Linked DNA regions of Anas platyrhynchos: region 2 is linked to region 1. Evidence: chromatin contacts called from public Hi-C data. All regions are on one chromosome and are shown on one strand. Each heading gives the region's core, a stretch centred on a gene start, on an enhancer-like site or on the middle of the called end of the contact. The rest is flanking DNA. Distances are from core to core; before and after follow the strand shown. Region 1 has its middle 17 kb from the start of METAP2. Region 2 overlaps FGD6 (FYVE, RhoGEF and PH domain containing 6).

What was found. Hi-C and Micro-C count contacts between places; a contact is called where the count stands out from the background.
Region 2: a Hi-C map of liver shows a contact between it and region 1, with 2.7 times the contacts expected there. The contact joins two enhancer-like sites. A contact is called at or near these places in 2 of 8 Hi-C or Micro-C datasets (liver and subcutaneous adipose tissue).

What each region holds. Positions count from the first base shown.
Region 1 is chr1:46,835,481-46,838,673 of IASCAAS_PekinDuck_T2T, forward strand. No RefSeq gene overlaps it. Among named protein-coding and RNA genes, the nearest start is that of METAP2, 17 kb to the left of the region's middle. Within about 2 kb of position 1,626, at least 1 of the 8 cell types and tissues checked has an H3K27ac peak or open chromatin away from gene starts, as enhancers often do.
Region 2 is chr1:46,959,654-46,962,846 of IASCAAS_PekinDuck_T2T, forward strand. It overlaps FGD6 (FYVE, RhoGEF and PH domain containing 6), which reads left to right. Exons shown (of 21, transcript XM_027452188.3): 6 at 1,641-1,792; 7 at 2,623-2,779. Among named protein-coding and RNA genes, the nearest start is that of NR2C1, 35 kb to the right of the region's middle. Within about 2 kb of position 1,573, at least 1 of the 8 cell types and tissues checked has an H3K27ac peak or open chromatin away from gene starts, as enhancers often do.

The DNA of each region.
Region 1 (3,193 bases), core at 376-2,875:
TTAGAATGCAACCGATGGAACAATTACAACTAGCATCACCATCTTAAGCAAAAAAAAACCAAAACAAAACAACAAAAAACTCACACATATTTCTGTTTATGTGGGAAAGGAAACATTCTAAATGAGGGAACATAAAGGTAGTAAATGAGCATATTTGAAATCTAACCTATTTCTGATTTGTTTGGAAACAAAAATGATTCAAACTGTGTTTCATGAGCTGGATCTTATTTTTTTTAACAGTTTGTCAGTTCTTTGTTAAAAGAAAATAGAAACTCTTAATACATCCTATAATACTGTACTCTAACACTGGGGTGAGAAGCTATATTTTATTTCTTCTAATTCGAGGAGTGCCTGGGCTGTAACAGAGATAGAACTACCCTTGAGTCCTTGCAACACTGCTATCTGAAATGCCACCAGAATAGGTCTTCTTGAGATTAATAACTCACTGGGTATCTTTCTCCCATGGAGTTGGAAGGGTCACTGCTCTGCGGGATTACAAGGAAACAGGGAGAATTGGTGTAGCGGGAGTCACAGTTTTGGCTCATTCACAGCCTTGTGTAGGTGTTTAGAATGTATACAATTCTCAGTTCTGACTTCTTTATACCCAGAGCATTCCTCAACACAATGCGGAGGTGGAGAATTTGACTTTAGGAGGATTTGACTTGAAATGGCTGACATAGCAAATTCCACCTGGATAAATTTTATAAAAAAGGTACAGCAGATGGCAAAGGTCTGAGTCAGAGACAGCCTATGTCTTCAGTTACCCTGCTGGCACAAGGGAGTGTCAGTAAAAACCTGTGAAGAAGGTGTGTCCTGGAGCTTTTACTGAGTCAATTTAATCTGTTATGGGTCTTCACTCTCTAAGACTCTGCACTGACTCGTTTAGAGACACCTCTGTTACATACACCAGATGTACATGTATATGGTGTTCTGCAATTTCCCTCCTCCAAGCACATTTATTTCTCTTTAAACACTAGTGGGCCAAAAGAACTGATTATTTTGAAAGGTCAGACTTTTTTGAAAATGGATATGAGAAGGTGACATTTGCTTACATCAGAGTATCAGCTGTAGTTAGTGCCATTTTAAATACTTGTACTTGTTATTTCATTGTAGATTAAATGACAACACCAAACATGGTCAAAACTAAGAAATGAATGAGACCAAAATCTAGCATAGAATGAAAAATATATTTTACTCTTTACAGGAGAGAATCCTATAGCTGTGGAGAAAAGTGGGTTATCTGGTGTCTACACCAATTTAAAGAACTAGGGAAACAAAAATAAAACCACAACAGTCTGACAGCTCCTGTCTGAAAAAGAAAATCACAATAAGGAAAATAAAGAAAAAGAAATAAAGAAAATAAAGAAAAGCACAATATTGAAAATGATTATTGTGGATGACTGGGTGAATTATTACCGAAGAGCCCTAGGTCAGGCATGGCCAGAAAACAGCTCAAGTATGGTTTTATGAGCTTGGTTCTGTTTCAGCAGGTACCACATTAGACTGAATATTTATCTGAAAGTCAGCCCCAGACTGACCATCAGAGAATCTGGAGACTGCTGGCTTGAACACCAAAGTAGACAGGAGGCCTACAGGCAGCTTGTTTCTCAAATCGGTGAGCAGGCACTTGCATATGTGGTTCCTATGAGGTCAGCAGATATTTCTGTGCTGAGTGTTTCCATACAGCACGGCACCAAAATTACCAGTCAAGTGCTAAAGAAGCCTCCTAGATAACTGGCAGAGTTCGAGCTGCATCGGTGTACCACTGCATTTGAACTGGTCAGTCCTGCAGGGACTGGGCAGCTTAATGAAGGCCCAGCAGCATGCTGATGCACCGAAATTTGCAGGGCCAGGCTAGTACCTCTGCACAGTACTGCCCTGAGCCAAGCAGAACAACCTGTTCAGGGATCTCTGAAGTGAGGTACAATGCACTGTACACATACCTTGATATTATTCAAGCTGACCACAGACAGTGGATCCCAGCCTGATGCTGAAGAAATCGCTGTGGACGCTGTGGCAGGTAATGAATGCCCTGTTTGATTCCCTACTTCCCTGATACTGCAGCTTCTGTTAGACTGAGACTGTAGAGACAGAGGAATAAAGGCTGGGAAAAGAGGAGAAAAAAAAAAAAAAAAGAAAAAAAAAAGAAAAAGTGTGTAGTAACCATAAACCTCTTTGGAAGGTTTTTCTCTGTATTCATTAGACTTAACATTTATATGAACTGTCTGGTAATGTAATCCACTGTAAGTACATTTAACTCCTGACAGCATGAAAGCCAGGCCTGGGCAGAAGGTGAATATAAGCTTGTTTTCAGCCTTGAATGGAATGAAATTGATTTAGAGAGCTCATGCTGGTGTATTACATGCCATGAGAACCATTCTGTGAGTACTTGTTACATAAAAGCCTCCGTAATAATACAAACACAAGCTATAAAAACATGTGGGTTTACTGAATGTGGATCAGTAAAAACGGCACTGCCTGAATTCTGTATCTTTTCTGATTAATTTAGCAACAGATACATTCCATATACTGGAGCTCTTTTATGGGGAAGACAGATTGAGCATCACCATATTCCTTATACAGGATTAACTTTCCCTCTTCTACCTTGTTGACATCAACACTCATAATATTTTTCCTTGTGATTTATAATCTATCCACCAGACAAACCTGCCAACCTGCCAATTAGTTATACCTAATCCAACAGTCAGGAACTTGTACAGGGCACGAAGAGGGAAGTGTAAAAGGCTGAGGACCAGTTTTAAGATCTACATTTGAGTTAAGACTTTGGCTTTTCTGTGATTCTGTCATTCTGTGATTGACTTTCATTGTTATTTCTCCAGTTTGTATCATGCAGCAGCTGAGTTACAATTATAAGCACACAAACACCATCAGTTACCAAATCAGGGCCTACTTTGTTACCAGTTTCTGTAGTGGTGGTGTATTTCAGGAATTAACTGCACACACATTCAGAAAACCAAGCTCACAAGTCAGAAAGTCCTCTCCTCGTAGATCAAATGAAGTTGACTCCTCCCTATGGTATGCAACAGGAACCACTCTTATCCTCTCAGGTAATGAGGAGGGGAAAATGAAAGAACTGCTTTTCCCCCAAGTCACTAAATGGTTCTTTCATGATTGGTTATTTATGCCACACAGTAGGAATTTACATTCTTTTTCCAGTATTATCAGTACTTCA
Region 2 (3,193 bases), core at 323-2,822, 120 kb after region 1:
ATGCATTTTGCATGAAGCTCTTCAGAAAGCCTCATTTGAGCTTTTGCCATTGTAATGCCATGTATCATTTCAGTGTTAAGCAATGCCCTAGGGTCAGGAAAACCCATAAGATGCAGCTGGTAGTTAACCTATGTGTCACTAGTCTGCACAGAGGATGTAAAACAGAGCATTTCCATATGAATAACGCCATCTGTTTTTTAACTCCCTTGCATTTAGTTCTCAGCCTCCCCCCATCGCAGCCATCGCCCTGTATCTCCTTTCGGTTTCTTGTCATAACTCTGCCCCGGCGCAGCCTTTGCGACCCAGGGTCACAGAGCAAGAAGCTGTCTGCAGCTCACTGATGTAATGAGGAGAGGGCAGGAGAAAGTTGAGACTGGAGTCTGACAAACCCTAAATAGTGCCAGATGCTGGGCCGATGAGATAGCCAGCGAGACCTGTAGCAGAAGACTTGTGAGTGTGTGAGCTTAATTTTTTTTTCCCCACTTTTAACCTGTGGGCCCTACAAACTTTCAAAGGCAGGTGTGCACTGCATGCATATTTAAGATGTCTCATCATCCCACGTAGGAACATGCAGTTTGGTCACCTTTTTCAGGCCACCTACAGATTGTGCATTCATTATCAGGTTTCAGCAGACTGCAGACTAAAAAGAGCTGTTATATAGTGCCTGCTTTATGCCCAAATTCAAGGGAGAGATGACAATACAGCTAATTTGGATTTTATTTTTCTCAGTTTAGGTAGTGTTATGTACTTGATTATTTTTTCAAAGGAAATGATAAATTGCTAACCTTTTTGAAAATTTTGCTTGCATATGATCAGGGAAGATGCCTTGCCTAACGCATACCCAGGTTCGTTATGGATGCAGTACTGGCCATGCTGACTTGTGTGGGGCCAAGATTTTAATTCTAAATAGTTTAATGAGGACCAATTAGTCTGAGCGTTGTTCTATTGAGAGCTGCTTATAACATAAAAATGCCACAAGATCCTTCAGTGATAAGTGCGGGTTTCCTTCTCCTTGTAAATGTTTCAAAGGTACCAGTGTTGTTTGGATGATCATTAACATTTGAAATCTTGTGGTTCCAATGTGTTGTTACAAAAGCTTTTTGTTAGATGCTCATTTTCCTGTAAGAGCTGCTACATACAGTAACTTTTTGTGATGCTACATTTTTTATCTAGGCAGCATGTCTTCCTAGAAGGCATTTGTAAACCAGTGTGGTTTTAAAATATGATATTACGATTGCATTAGCTGATATAACACTTTTGCTTTTTGAAACAAATCTTAGCAAGAAGATACTTGAGGCTACCAATACCTTTGCAGATGTGAGGTTTTTCCCCCCTATAGTTTCCTCACATATAGGATCAGCGCATTTCTTAAGGGTGTGGTAGAAAAATAACGAATGACTTCCACAGCGTGCATATGGAGCAAGAGAGTAAAGCTCCAGCATCAAACCAAGGGGATTAAGGCCGTCCCGCAGGAGTAAGTTGAAGCTGCAGGGAAACATAACCCAGCTGGCACCCTCCTCACCTCCAGTAGGAGGGAGCAGGGCCTGGGATGCCTGCAGAGAACACGCTCTGCTCTGCGCTGCTGCTTTGAAGGCTGCTGGCTCATGGTGGGGGTTTCTGTCCTCTTTGTGCTCTGGCAGGATTTCCGGGACGCGGTGGCACATGCCTCCAGGCAGCTTGGGAAGCCCGTGATTGAGGACAGAATCCTGAATCAGATCCTGTACTACCTACCTCAGCTGTACGAGCTCAACCGGGACCTCCTGAGGGAGCTGGAGGAGCGACTGTCTCACTGGTGACTATCAGTGAAGGAACACCACTCCTTTGATGTCGTTAAAACTTATCTGTGGGGCCTGGGGGACTCCGCCTGACCGTGGCTTGACTCTTGTTTGTTTTTCATGGGCCTTGTTAAATGGCAGAGCTGACTTTGCACGCACAGGAGATAATTTTCTCTTTAGCTGTTTTATTTGGCATTTAGGTGCATCCAGAAGCTATGCCAGCACATGTTTTTAGCAACCACACTTTTTTTTTTGTCTATAACTTCAGTTTTAATTGAAAGCTCTTGTTCCTACGTGTGCACAGGCATGATAAATGGCCTGCCTTCATTAGAGGAACAAGAGGCTGTTCTGAGGATTGGTTTGCATTTTAAAGGTAGCTGAGATCTATGAACCAGCCACAACGCTGACTGACAGCCTCAGTCCCATTGAAGTCCATTCTCAATTACACTGGTGGGTGGGTCTCAATCAGCTAAAGAGAGCCTACAGACAAAGGCACTGAAATGGGTAAATGCTGTAATCCCATGCTTCCTCTTAAGGGGAAAGACCGCGTTTTGAAGTTTGGCGATCCATTTCCTCAGAAGTCCAGCTCGTGTTAATGTGTTCAGGTGGTTCAAGACCATTTTAAACAGACCGTGTGTCAAGTGATTGTAATCTAACCCTAAACTAGTGTGTGGAGGTGTGCTGGAAAGATTTTTCAGAGTAGCTAAAGAGCCGAATGCCCATCTGCTGGACTGTAAGCTTTTTGTTCAGAAATAAACTGGCACATCTTACTGCAAAGCCCAACGTGGTGCTGTAAGGTTAGGATGTACACACTTCTGTGCTCTTATTGCTCTGTTCTTGTTTCTAGGCTTGAACATCAAAGAATCGCTGACATATTTGTAAAAAAGGGTCCGTACTTAAAGATGTACTCAACTTACATCAAAGAATTTGATAAAAATGTTGCACTGTTAGATGAACAGTGTAAGAAGAACACAGGTTTTGCTTCAGTAGTGAAAGACTTCGAGGTACTGTAAATTATTTTTTTTAAGATATGTTCCTATTCTGTGACTTTCCATCAGTTGTAATTTTCCATAAAGCTTTAGACACCATCCTCTGTTTTCTCTGAGCCTTGGCTTGAGACAGGTTCAAAGTGGAAAGAAATTCAGATTTTGTAAAGTAACTAATGATGTTGGTTACCACTGTGAAGTATGATAAAGGACCTTGATTTTCAGAAAAATCAGCGCTTGCTCCAATTATATCAAAGGCATATTAACAAAATCACTAGCTGCTTTTTATGGTTTTGTCTTCTGATTATACTATGCAGTGATTAACTGTCTTATTTTAAGCAGGTCAATCTCTTCACCACATTATAGGACAGTAGCTTACTCACAGCAATCATATTTCATTTGGAAATACAGAAAAATGATTCTTCTGCTCTG